3 separate regions of the Mus musculus genome follow, and all the other regions are linked to region 3. A link is a contact called in public promoter capture Hi-C data. All regions are on one chromosome and are shown on one strand. Each heading gives the region's core, a stretch centred on a gene start, on an enhancer-like site or on the middle of the called end of the contact. The rest is flanking DNA. Distances are from core to core; before and after follow the strand shown.

Region 1 (4,216 bases), core at 1,227-3,726, about 13 Mb before region 3:
TCCAACAATAGTAGACTCTAGAAATTTAAAAGAAACCACAGCAATTTTGACATAAGTTTTTTTGAAAGTAGTAATCTCTAAAACACAAATGTATTTTTTAAGCACAATTTTAAGATTACGGAATGAACTAAAGGTGTCATATAAAATAAGTAGGATTTTGTTGTTGTAAAATTTAACTTCACCCACTTTGTGGAGTTAAATAAAAGTTTACTGGCTTGCCAGGTGAGGTGGTACAAGACTTTATAATTCCAGCACTTCAAGAGGTAGCATGTGGACCTCTAAGAGGTCTAAACCAACCTGTTCTACATAGTGAGTTTTCAGATCACCCAAGACAACAGAGACCGTCTCAAAAGCAACCACAATACTAGATGGTGAGGGCACACACCTTTGATCCCAGCAGAGGCAGATGGATCTCTGAGTTGCAGGCCAGCCCGATCTACAGAATTACTTCCAGGACAGCCAGAGGTACACAGAGAAAAAAGCCAGTTTCAAAAACACAAAACAATAACAAAAGCCCATAACCAAAAAAGTTTACTGGTCCAATCAATTGCTTTGCAATGCTTTTGACAATGAAACAACCTTATTTCTAATTTTCTTTTACTTTTTTGTTTGTTTAAGATAGACTCTTATGTAACTGCAATTGTCCTGGAACTCTATATAAATCAGCCTGGCCTGAACTCATGGATATTAAACATCTCCCTCCTGAGCACTGAGATTAAAGACTTATGCCTCTACACCTGGGTATTTTTAATTTTTGAATAAAATTGTTTATAGTTTGTAAATAATCAGGTCAGAAATAAATTAATCAATGTAATTAAAAAGTTTACTATTCGACACCAAACTGAAGACTCATATTTATTTGAGGATACCTTTTCTACATTCATTAATCACGCTGTTGTTTCAACATTATTTCTCACCAAAGTTATTGTGTGTGTGTGTGTATAATAACGAACAATATTGCTTATGTCGAAATTTATAAGTCTGAAAAACAGGTGCAACGCTTAATTAGATACACGCTTTTTTTCTTCTAAGCTTAAATTAAACCCTGGAAAGGAACTTAAAACTAAACGCAGTCATCCTCCAGCTTGAATAATCCTTTCAAACAGATGCAGCAATTTTAAAAATTCAAGGCATGAACCCGCAACTGTCACCTTCCAAAAGTTAGGATAACCCAAGTCTGTCAGAGGATCACATTAAGTGGACATTTAACTCCGTTTTAGCTTGTACTAAGCGATAAGTACGGTCTACTTCAAATTAAGACCAATTCTTTCCGCAGACATTTCCTAAATACTGTACTGACAGCCCAGCTTTGCTTTGCATCAGTAAAAACATGAATATAGTAGGGAACTCTAGAGAAGCCGACTCAAGAGAGAAATATTCAGTTAAAGTGTTGATGAATCAGTAAGCGCTAAAGGAAATCCAAGTGAGTAGAGCGGCATCGCAGGTACTTAAAGGAGTTGAGGATGGGAAGGCAAACTTGTCCGGCCGGCCGCGAGCCATTGTGCGCGGCGGTAGCCCGAAGCGGCGTGGCTGTCAAGGGGCAAGTGCGTACCGAGGCGCGGGGGAGGGGGCAGGACGCCACATCGGAAGGGGGTGCAGGAGCCAGGAGGCAAAGACGCTCATCCCAGGCCCTCTCCGCGTGGCCTCACCCTCAAGGGGACCCACAAGCGCAAACTCAGTGCCTAGCGGGCCCACGCCAGACTCTCGCCCAGAGGCGCTGGGCCCAAACCCCGGAGGCCCAGGAGAGGTGGCTCCGGAGGAGCCCTGCGGACGCCATGCTAAAAGCCAAAATGGCTGCCCCAAGGATGCCCGCAGCGCGCCGCCCGTGAGGAGGGAGCCGGGCGCGCCGTCACCGCTCGCCGGCCGGAGCGGCTCAGGTAGGTCCCCTCCGCCCTTGAGGGCACGGGCCTCAGCCCCGGCCCCACCCCCGCGGCCCGTGGCCCCGGCCCCAGCTCGCAGTCGAGAGGGGTGACGGGTGACGTACCTGCAGCTCGGCCCGCTCCACCTCCCAGTGCGCCCGCTCCATCTCGAAGCGAGCCCACTCGTGCTGGATGTAGTGTAGGATCCCCGGGATCGTGTACTGTTGCGGCCGGGACAGCTCCGGGCCTGCCGGGGGCCCCGCCGCCTCGGCGGCCGGAGGACCCCCGCCGCCCGGCGCTCCGTTCGCTCCCGGCGGCAGGCTCAGGTTCCCCCCGGGTCCCTGCTGCGGCCGGGGAGGGGCTGCCATCCCCTGGCCGCCGCCGCCGCCTCCGGCCAGCTCGTCCATTGTGTGTGGGGCCCCGGCCGGGGCGCAGTGCCAGACGCCGACAGCTGCGGGGAGGGCCGGGACGGTGGCCCCGCGCCGACCGCAGGGCGGGGGGCCGGCCGGGAGACGGCCGGGGAGGGGGTCGTTGCCGTGTGCTTGCCGCGGATCAGAGCAGGGAGCTGCCGGCCGCCGCCATTACGGTACCTCCTCCATCTGCCCGTCTCACTCACTCACTTTGGGGGAGAGGGGGGCCGCGGCGGGAGGAGGAGGAGGGACGGAGGAGGAGGAGGAGGGACGGAGGGCCGCCGCTCGCGCACGGCACGCTGGGTAGAGAACGCCGCTGCAAGCCGCACTCCGGAGAGCCAAAAAGAGTCCGGCCTCACCCCACGCAGGCGCACTGAGGATGGACCGCTCTTCGGGAGGCGGGGAAAGGCCTGGGCCCCGCCCCAACTCGGGCGCCGGGCCCCAGCTTTTCTACGCCTGTGGAATCTGGATGCTGCCTTGACTTTGGGGAAGCGCGTGGGCGTCGGGCTTCCGGGTCGTTTTCCTCACGCACGTATCCTTAGGGGCAGCGTGGGTCTCAGCTGAGGGCCTGGGCTCTGGAGCTGCGTGCAAGGCGTCCTCCGTACTGCCCTGGAATTCCTGACGTTTCTCTAGAATTCCTGGCGTGTTTTGCTCAGTCCCAGAGGGTCGGGCCTCTTTTCTGCCTGTCACTCACTTGACCTCTGGTTTCGTGGCACCAGTCAGTCTGCAGGATTCTGGAGACGTCTACGTTTGGCAAATAGCCCAGATTCTTCCGGACTTTCTCACTGGCTCCTGGGCTTCGTCGCAACCTGCTTCTTTGGTCCCACTTCGGTGCTCCTGGCCGCCCGTTGTAACTTCTTAAGTCTTTATTATTCTGAGATTCTCTGTGTTTGAGCTATTGCTTTTTTTTTTTTTTTTTTTTTTTTTTTTTTTTTTTTCCTGAAGAAGTTGTGATATCTTGAATTCTTGAGAATAGTGGGTTGGATGGCAAACGATAACTTTCAAAGAGACTGATGTTTAGAAGTCAATGAACGCAGATATTGTCATTAGTGGCAGAAATTTTGATCGAAACAAAATGAAAGTATTGTAAATAGAACTTAAGATGAACTAAATCAACACAACGATATCTTTCTTCATCATTAAATGGTTTTAGAATGAAATACTACATACACAAAGGGTCAGTTTTTAGGTGCTATAGTGTGCATTTTTCTGTAAGTTCTTTTTTTGGTTTTTTCGAGACAGGGTTTCTCTGTATAGCCCTGGCTGAACTGGAACTCACTTTGTAGACCAGGCTGGCCTCGAACTCAGAAATCCGCCTGCCTCTGCCACCCGAGTGCTGGGATGAGAGGCGTGCCACCACGCCCGGCTTTCTGTAAGTTGAGGTAACAGCCTGGCTACCGGGCTTGGTGAACCATGTCTTTAATCCCAGCACTCGGGAGGCAGAGGTAGACAACCTGATCTCTGGGTTTCGTTTCAGACCAGCTTGGTCTGCAGAGTTCCCAGACAGCCAGGACAACAGAGAAACCCTGTCTGGAAAAGCCAAAAAAGGAAAGAAGAAGAAGGAAAAAAAAAACAAAAAACCTAATAACCTATGTAACAGCAAATGAAAAGAAAAATACACAGTACTTACAGCTATACAAGAAATAGTATATAAAATTGGTTATGTTTTTAAACTTTTATTTTCACTCTGAAAGCCTATTCAAATTTTCACATTGGAGCATATAAGTGACTTCATATAACTTCAGAGAGAAAAAGAAATACATTTTATTTTGTCATGTCTGCTGTGTTATAAAGAACTAATTCGATCTGTTACACTTATTACCATATTTATGAAATGTAGTCTTTAGTAAATGAAGAAATGAGGCTGGAGAGATGGCTCAGCAGTTAAGAGCACTGACTGCTCTCCTAGGCGTCCTGAGTTCAGTTCCCAGCGACCACAGTGACTCA
Region 2 (4,288 bases), core at 1,234-3,733, about 12 Mb before region 3:
CCACATTATACAAATCTATGGATTTAAGTCTTAATTTCTCCTGTATAAATAGAAATTAGAAACTGGTGGGTCCCAATATGTTTCCCTCTGTAAGACTTCCCACTTTTTTTATTGCTGTGATAAAATACTCTGGCAAAAGTAATTTCAAGAGTCATTTATGTACACTTATAGTTCAAGGTACAGTTGATCATGGAAAGAAGTCTGGGCAACAGAAACTTGAAGTAGCTGGTCACATGACATCTACAATGAGGGGAGAGGGTGAGTGTTGGCTTGCAAGCGGTCAGTTCACATCAATATATATCACAACTAATATCAAGCTAATCCCACACAGGAACGTCAGATGTCCACCTTCCAGTGACTCCTGACTATGCCAAGGTGATAATTAGCATGAATCTTTGCACAGGAAAAGCTAAAGAGTTCTTCAAAAATGTATCAGCTCTCCTCTCTCCCTCCCTGACAGTGTCTACCCATCACCTAAGAGTGCTAGATGCTCTGCAGAGTCGCCTGATTTTGTTTATTCTTGAGTTTTGTCATTTTAGTACTGTGAGATGGTATTTAGCAGACATGAGCAATTTTCTGAGGATTAGCCTGTTGAATTTGTTTCCATTTTCAGGGGAGGCATTTATATATCTTTTTCTATTTTCCCTTTTTGTTTCATTGTGCTTTTCATTTGTTATACTTTTGCTAAATATTTGTCTAAACCTTTTGCCCATTTAGATTTATTTTCTCTTATGGGTATGAGTGTTTTGCCTGTATGTATGTCTGCCTGTGTTCCACAATGTGCCTGGTGCCTTCAGAAATTAGAAGAGGAGGTCAACTGCCTGGAACCGGGGTTTCAGATAACCATCTGTGAGCCATCAGGTGTTTGCTATGAATGAGCCTGGGTCCTCTGGAAAAGCAACCAGTGCTCTTAACTGCTGAGCCTTTTTTCCAGCCCCATCTTAATTTATTCTTGATACATTTCTGATGATGGGTTCTGATTATTCTCTTGAGATTTGTCTTGTATTACAGTTTGACTCTCTGTTGAACAGTTTGACTCTGTTTATGATAAAGACCAGTTTGACAAGTTTTTCAGAGATTCTACTTTCTGTATTCTATCTTAGAACTCTTTGTTCACCCTAAGGTTGCAAAAAATACTTTCCTATGTTTTCTTCTATAATCTCTATCTCAAGTTAATTTTTCACTTGAAAGAAAAGAAAACTAAATCTTACCCACATACTTTGGAGTCCTCAGAAGTACTGAAAATCAGTGAGATTGGTAAAGGCGCTTGCTATCCAGCCCAATGAATGAGGGTTTTATCCCTAGAACCTACTTGGTGGAAGGAGAAATCTAACTCCTGGCAAATTGTCCTCTGACCACAACACACATGCAAAGGAAATAAATAAACAATGCAATAAAAATATTAAAAGAAGTACTAAAACCCATTTAACCTCATGGGGATGTTGAGATAAAAATCATTAAATTAATGCTTGTTTACTGACCTAAACCTGAAGTTGGCTTGATTAAGCATTCATTCAGACATCTGAATGTTAGTTTATGGAAACAAAGGGAGGGGGAGGGGGAGAGGTGAGGTGAGAGGGAGGGACTGTGAGGAGAGGGAGGGAGGGAGGGTCTCAGAGGAGAGGAGAAAGGGGAAGTTGCAATCTAGATGGAAAGTAAATAAATACAAAATTATCATAAAAGGCAGGCTAATAGAAAGTTACACCAAAGCATTTTTAAAAAGCATCTAATTGGAAATTTTAATTCAATAGACCTGTCATTTTCACTCCTGTTTTTCCTGGGGGAAGAACAGTGTTTTATTACTTTTCAAAAGTTGTTAGAAAACAACCAACTTTCTTTTTTTTTTTTTTTGAGACAGGGTTTCTTTGAATAGCCCTGGTTGTCTTGGAACCCACTCTGTAGACCAGTCTGGCCTCGAACTCAGAAATTCGCCTGCCTCTGCCTCCCGAATGCTGGTATTAAAGGTGTGCGCCACCACCGCCCGGCTCTGCGTGACTTCATAACCCTTCTTTTTCTGCATATCAGAAAACCGGTGCCAATTAAACAAGTTTTAAAATTATTTTCTCATGCCAAGTTGGAGGAAAGATGGGAGGACGAGGAGAAGGGAAAAAAAAAAAAAAGAAACTCTAGTTAAATTAAGTAGTAACTTGCCTTGTCCTTCGGTAGTTCGTTTGTTAATGAATTGAGACAGTTTGTATAGGTGTTGTACAGGACTATCTTCTGAAACAAACAAAATCTATCTTACCACATTCTGTAATGTCTACTGGCAAAAGATCATCTCAGCTGGGCTTGTTGACCCACACCTGCTCATAAAGGGGCAGGGAGGTCAGGCGACCCTTACCTGAGTATCCACCCTACCTACTGTAGTACGCAATTTTATCCATAACTAGAAGTGGCCTCGCTGAGGGGAGGGGTAGAGTCTGTAACCTAGGAAGACTAAGGGAGTGGGGTGGCTGGGTGGAGAAGTCTTCATCCCGACTGGGTAAAGGCTTTCTAGGCGTAACTTGGGGGGATGAACACCCTGGCTCTGTGAGCAACTCCTCCTTTACGTCATAGAAGGAAGCTCAACTCACCATTCCCTCCGCAGAGTGTCCTTTGGAGGACTCTTCTGTTTGCTGCTGGAACAAGGATAGGCCTTGTCTGTCTGCTCAAGAGAAGGAATTTTAGCTGACTAGCCTAGGCTGGGCTTGTATTCACTATGTAGGGAAATCTGCCCTTGAACTTCTAGTTCTTCTCTGTTTCCCACCCAAGTACTGGGATTACAGGCAGGTGCCACACCACAGCCGACTAATGGTGATAATTATAAGCACACAGGAAAACCTTTGCCCAGACTTCATTCTGAGAAATACTGAAACCACACCAAACTAGCAGTTTCTGACCTTTGTCCCTCATTTTACAGCCCACAAAGCTATGACTTGAACAGCTAAGACTTCGCTGTTATTTAAAATTACAACAAATATTTCCTCCAAGTAGGTATGTTTTACACATTTGTATCATAACAGGGCTAACATGTCATTTAATATACAGGAAAAGGAACGGAAGTACAAGAGTGACTCTGCTATTATTCTACTCCAAAGTGAGCAGTGTAAATCCTTAAATTTCCCTCTCAGGCCAAGTAGGTGGGCTTCCGCCCTTGCATCTGTGTTCCGGATGTTTGGTTACCAGGCAACGTCTAGCGCCTGCCAGACACCTGTGAAGGGGTGCGGCCCCTGGTCCCCGAGCCTCGGTCCTGGACCTAATCGGCGCCTGCGCAAAATGTGCACAGGCAGGCGTTACCTGCGACCGGCCACCCGCAGAGAGTGGACGGGCGTGGCCGCCCAGTCAAACTCGCGGGTCCAGGCCGGGCAGCGCCTGCTGGGAACAGACTGTACCCCAGGCTCTAGAGGACCTCCCCAAGCTTTTGCTGCGTTCCTAGAGTATGGTGCCCATAGTTCTGGGACCGAGTAGGCTATGCTGGGGAGGGGTCACCTGGCGGGTTGGGCATACTTCAACAGGCATTGGACTAGTGGAACATAGGTAACAAGTGTCCTGTTTTAGTGTGTGGGGGGAGTAGGTGATCGAGTCAGGGCCCTGGTCACTTAGCTGCCACACATTTCTCAAGCTCCCACACAGACGTAGGAGAACAGCGAGCCTCCCAGCGTGCCGGATAGCGGACTGCTTAGAGAACTCACTCCCCTCCCCAGGCCTCTAGAGGAAGGCTCTTACCCAACATGCACCAGGAGCTAATTTGCATAACCCCAAGGTAAACCACACGGACCCACGCCGCCAGCGTGATCCCCACTAAGCAGCAGGGGTTCATGAGCATAGCTACACAGTTTCACTGAAAAAACTTTTTCTTTGTTCCCGGGTTTACTGGGAGGCTAGGAGAAAAACGCGGGTCAAAGTCACCCTAACTTAAAAAGTCAGGAATTCTTCGTCCTTATATAGTCCACGGCTAGACACTACGATCGTGCTCGCTTCGGCAGCACATATACTAAAATTGGAACGATACAGAGAAGATTAGCATGGCCCCTGCGCAAGGATGACACGCAAATTCGTGAAGCGTTCCATATTTTGGCTCTGCTTACTATGAACAGGTCATTGGACCAAATTCCAAACAATAACTTTTGACTTCTCCCTCACAGCGTCTCCAAGTCAACCCAGCGCGTCATTCTTAAATCCTATCCTAGCTTTTTACTACTGTATCTGGCCCCTAGTGCTTGTTTTCATCAACTAAAATCTGCTGTTATTAAATTTGGGGAATGCATCATTGGCCAGTGTTTCTTCCAGGCTACATGCAGAGGGGCGC
Region 3 (4,206 bases), core at 609-3,108:
TATAATCATCTCTTGGTTTTCATTTCCATCCTTACTCTCTCTAAAAATAGAAAATGGGTGGGGACAGCAGCACGTCTGTTATTGTTTTTCTACTAAAATACATGTGTTAAACCAAACTCAGGCAGATCTACTTATACATCCAAATGATGAATGAAGGCTGTGGACGACACTCAGTGGCAGAACACTTCCCAGCATGAACAAAGCCCCTCGGTTCAGTGTTCAGGACAGTGAAATAACACAGAACAGCAGCAGCAAACCACAAAACAGAAGATAAAAGAAAGTGAAGAAACCCACCAAAGCTTTAAACCAAAGCACAGGATACATGGTTATACAGCCTCATTTATATTAATACTTTTTCCAAAATAAAAAATTAAGAACATTTTAATTATGTTATAATAAAAACTAATAAATACAATTTCAACTTGCATCACCAGGAGTATTAATTATTGTTATAAAGCACTTTGATACATGTGACTCAATTATTTCAAGATTTCAAAAAATAATATAGCTGGGTATGGTGGCACAGGGCTTTAATCCCAACACTTGGGAGGCAGAGGCAGGCAGATCTCTAAGTTGGAGGCCAGCCTGGTCTACACAGGGAGTTCAGAACAACTAGGACTAGACAGGAAAACCCAGTCTCAAAATAATAAAATAAAATAAAATAAAAATTGAGAGATATCCATTTAATACAAAGAGGGACAGAAATACTTTTGCATTTGAAGAATATAAGCTTGGAACTTCAAATTATAACTCAGTCTTTTCTCACTGAAAAGTAATTGTATTATTTCTTTTAAAAGTCTGCCGAACAACAACAAATCTGTTTTCAAGCTTGGTTTGACAGTGCACACTGGTAATCTCAACAATCAGAAGACTGATAGGAGGGTCAAGACTTCAAGACCAGCTTGGGCTATACAGTAATTCAGCATTAATGTTTCAAATACAGACACACAAAAAAGTTGCTCTTTCATGCCCCAAAGGGGTGTGGCCGTATAGGAGATACTCTTAGTTGAACTGAGTCTATTTATAGTTTCTTTTACAAAAAAAAAAAAAACACTCATCAGCTATCAAATTCTCATTTTGCTTAAAATAATGTCTATCAACCTAAATCCTCTGTGCAGAATTCTCTTAGGACTGTAATGCTAAGAACTTGCACCACAACTGAAATTGTCTAGCGATCTCCGTCTCCAGGAGACTGAAAGACTGCAGAGACTCTGGAGTATCCTAGGGGAGATGGGAAAGGTGGAGGTGGGGCGAAAGGAAAAGTCCCACAGAGGAGTTAAAAGATAAAGGCTTTAAGCACTCCGTTTAATGCAAAGGGGAAAACACTGATTCTACCTATCTATAAGAAAACTTGGTGATGCGGACAATGAAAAGGGACAGAAGCCTTTAACACTCCATAGCCAGCGGGTGAAGAGAGGAAAAGGAGGCAAGGGAGAAGAGGGCGGGGCGAGGAAGGTCCCCAACGACAAGAAAGTCTTTTTTAAAAAAGTACTCTGTGTGCTTGGCCTCGGTTAGGTTCTCCTGTACTACTAAGCAGGCTGCAGGTAGAAAGAATCTTATTTTGGACAGCAGTGAGTAGAACGTTTACAATGGTAACCAGCACTGTGCAGAACATGTCGTCTCTCTCTGCCTGCTCTGGTCCAGTTCTTTGCCTCGCATTCTGGCTCCTGGGGCACTCGGGGAACACACCACCAAAGCCTGCACCACTGTATAATAGCAAAAGGAAAATACCTGAGTCCCAGGAATAACACCTGCAGCAACAGGAGGAGGAGCCACGGAAAACTGGAACCCGGGATGGGATCCTCTCTTGCTCCCGTCAAACCTCAACTCTTATGGGTGGGGTGGAAAACTTCCGCCCCGGACAAGGGAGCGTCATTTCCGTCTAAGGCCTTGACCCCGCCTCTTCATTCTGGCTACGTTCAGACTTCCTCTTCCAGGAATCTTCGGCCTATGCTTTAAGTCCTTACATGGACTACATAACCCAGCATCCACCGCGGCAGATTGGTTTCCGGGTCAAGAGGTCCGCTCTGGGTGCATCACCATGGAAGCGCTCGGTTTGGTCACGTGGTGGCCCTGGTTACGCCGGGTGGCGCCTGTGGGGTCCCAGGCTCAGCGGGGGCCATTTTGCCGGAGGCTGGCTCCGGGAGTGGAAGGCCCGAGCGGCCTGGCAGCTGACCGGAGCCGTTCCTTCTCTTCCTCTGCAGCTCGGGGCTTGGAGAGGAACTGGAAGGCTGGGCTTCATCCAGCCCTCCCAAGACGGCAATGGTTCCCTCCAGCTCTCGCTACCTGACGACCCTCCATGGCGGCCGCGCCTTCCGAGCTGCTCCCGCTGCCGCCTCCTGCGACCCCTGGTTCCTATCGCCTCCTGAGCCGCTGTCGTCCTTACGCCCCAGGGACTGATGGTCGTCGATCCGGGGGCACCATGAGAGGCGAGAAAAACTATTACTGCCGTGGGGCTGCCGGGGATCATGGCTCCTGCCCCGCGACGCCGTCGCCTCTGGCCTCGACCCTCCTGTTACCGGCGGAGGCTGTTTCAACTAGCTGGTCCGGGCCTGGAAGTGGGCTCTCGGGCGGAGATGAGGAGGAGACTCGGCTTCTTCAACTCCTGCGCACCGCACCGGATCCTTCCGAGGCGTTCCAGGCTTTGCAGGCTGCCTTGCCGCGGCGAGGCGGCCGGCTTGGCTTTCCCCGCCGCAAGGAAGCCTTATATCGGGCGCTGGGCCGAGTGCTTGTGGAAGGCGGCAGTGAGGAGAAGAGGCTCTGCTTGCAGCTTCTCTCGGACGTTCTTCGGGGTCAGGGCGAGGCGGGTCAGCTGGAAGAGGCCTTCAGTTTAGCGCTTTTGCCTCAGCTCGTTGTCTCGTTACGAGAAGATAACCCTGCCCTACGGAAAGATGCGCTGCAGATCCTGCATATTTGTCTTAGGCGTAGTTCTGGGCAGGTCCTGCGAACTCTCATCCAAGGCCTGGAAAGTCCAGATGCCCGGCTTAGAGCTTCCACTGCGCTGTTGCTCCCTATCTTGTTCACTCCTGAGGATTTGTTGCAGGGTTTGGATCTCACTGAAGTAATAATATCTCTGGCCCGAAAGCTTGGCGATCAGGAGATGGAAGAAGAATCCGAGACAGCCTTCTCTTCACTTCAACAAATTGGAGAACGACTTGGTCAAGAGAGGTTTCACTCCTACATCTCGCGTTTGCCTTCTGCACTGAGGAGGCACTACAATCGCCGCCTGGAGTCCCAGTATGGAAGTCAGGTTCCTTATTATTTGGAGCTAGAAGCCTCCGGGTTTTCTGAAGATGCTGCCCCGTGTGTAGTGAATCTTTCCAGTAGCAATCTTAAATTTGAGATTATTCCCCAGGAACTCCATGCAAGACTGTTGGATCAGGAAGATTATAAAAACAGGACTCAGGCTGTTGAAGAACTAAAGCAGTTGCTGGGAAAATTTAACCCAAGTTCGACCCCTCATGCTAGTCTCGTTGGTTTCATTAGCTTATTGTATAACTTGCTAGACGATTCCAATTTCAAAGTGGTCCATGGCACACTTCAAGTTCTCCATTTGCTGGTCATTCGCCTGGGAGAGCAGGTGCAACAGTTCTTGGGACCAGTTATAGCGGCTTCTGTGAAAGTGCTGGCAGACAACAAGTTGGTGATCAAGCAGGAGTACATGAAAATCTTCCTAAAGCTAATGAAAGAAGTGGGTCCTCAGCGGGTGCTTTCTTTGCTCCTGGAAAACCTTAAACATAAGCATTCCAGAGTACGGGAGGAAGTAGTGAACATTTGCATCTGTTCCCTCCTGACCTACCCCAGTGAGGATTTTGACTTACCCAAACTGTCCTTTGATCTTGCTCCAGCTCTTGTGGATAGCAAACGCAGGGTACGCCAGGCAGCTTTAGAGGCCTTTGCTGTTTTGGCATCATCAATGGGCTCAGGTAAAACCAATGTTCTTTTTAAAGCTGTAGATACTGTTGAATTGCAGGATAATGGCGATGGGGTGATGAATGCCGTGCAGGCCCGATTGGCCAGAAAAACTCTTCCACGGCTAACAGAACAGGGATTTGTGGAGTATGCAATACTCATGCCGTCTTCGGCCCAGGGCAGGTCAAGCCATTTGGCACATGGAGCAGATACAGACTGGCTTATGTCCGGTAACAGGACTCAGAGTGCACACTGCTACTGTGGTGACCACACCAGGGACAGCATGCAACTTTA

The links. Promoter capture Hi-C pulls out the DNA fragments that hold promoters and counts their contacts.
Region 1: a contact with region 3 is called in a promoter capture Hi-C map of pre-B cells. The contact joins the promoter of Strn3 here to the promoter of Klhl28 in region 3. A contact is called at or near these places in 2 of 39 promoter capture datasets (cranial neural crest and pre-B cells) and 1 of 484 Hi-C or Micro-C datasets (B cells).
Region 2: a promoter capture Hi-C map of pre-B cells shows a contact between it and region 3. The contact joins the promoter of 1700031P21Rik here to the promoter of Klhl28 in region 3. A contact is called at or near these places in 1 of 39 promoter capture datasets (pre-B cells) and 1 of 484 Hi-C or Micro-C datasets (CD8 T cells).

What each region holds. Positions count from the first base shown.
Region 1 is chr12:51,689,438-51,693,653 of GRCm38.p6, forward strand. Strn3 (striatin, calmodulin binding protein 3) reads right to left here and starts at 2,477. Exons shown (of 18, transcript NM_052973.2): 1 at 1,985-2,477. The coding sequence starts at 2,266. It overlaps Ap4s1 (adaptor-related protein complex AP-4, sigma 1), which reads left to right and starts at 1,529. Exons shown (of 6, transcript NM_021710.4): 1 at 1,529-1,877.
Region 2 is chr12:52,599,839-52,604,126 of GRCm38.p6, forward strand. 1700031P21Rik (RIKEN cDNA 1700031P21 gene) reads right to left here and starts at 2,484. Exons shown (of 3, transcript NR_045910.1): 1 at 2,342-2,484; 2 at 2,152-2,217; 3 at 146-240. It overlaps Gm35239 (a long non-coding RNA gene), which reads left to right and starts at 3,115. Exons shown (of 7, transcript XR_001780617.2): 1 at 3,115-4,288. It overlaps LOC115488100 (a small nuclear RNA gene), which reads left to right and starts at 3,950; the gene lies at 3,950-4,056.
Region 3 is chr12:64,963,678-64,967,883 of GRCm38.p6, forward strand. It overlaps Klhl28 (kelch-like 28), which reads right to left and starts at 1,859. Exons shown (of 5, transcript NM_025707.3): 1 at 1,732-1,859. Togaram1 (TOG array regulator of axonemal microtubules 1) reads left to right here and starts at 2,065. Exons shown (of 20, transcript NM_177805.3): 1 at 2,065-4,206. The coding sequence starts at 2,300.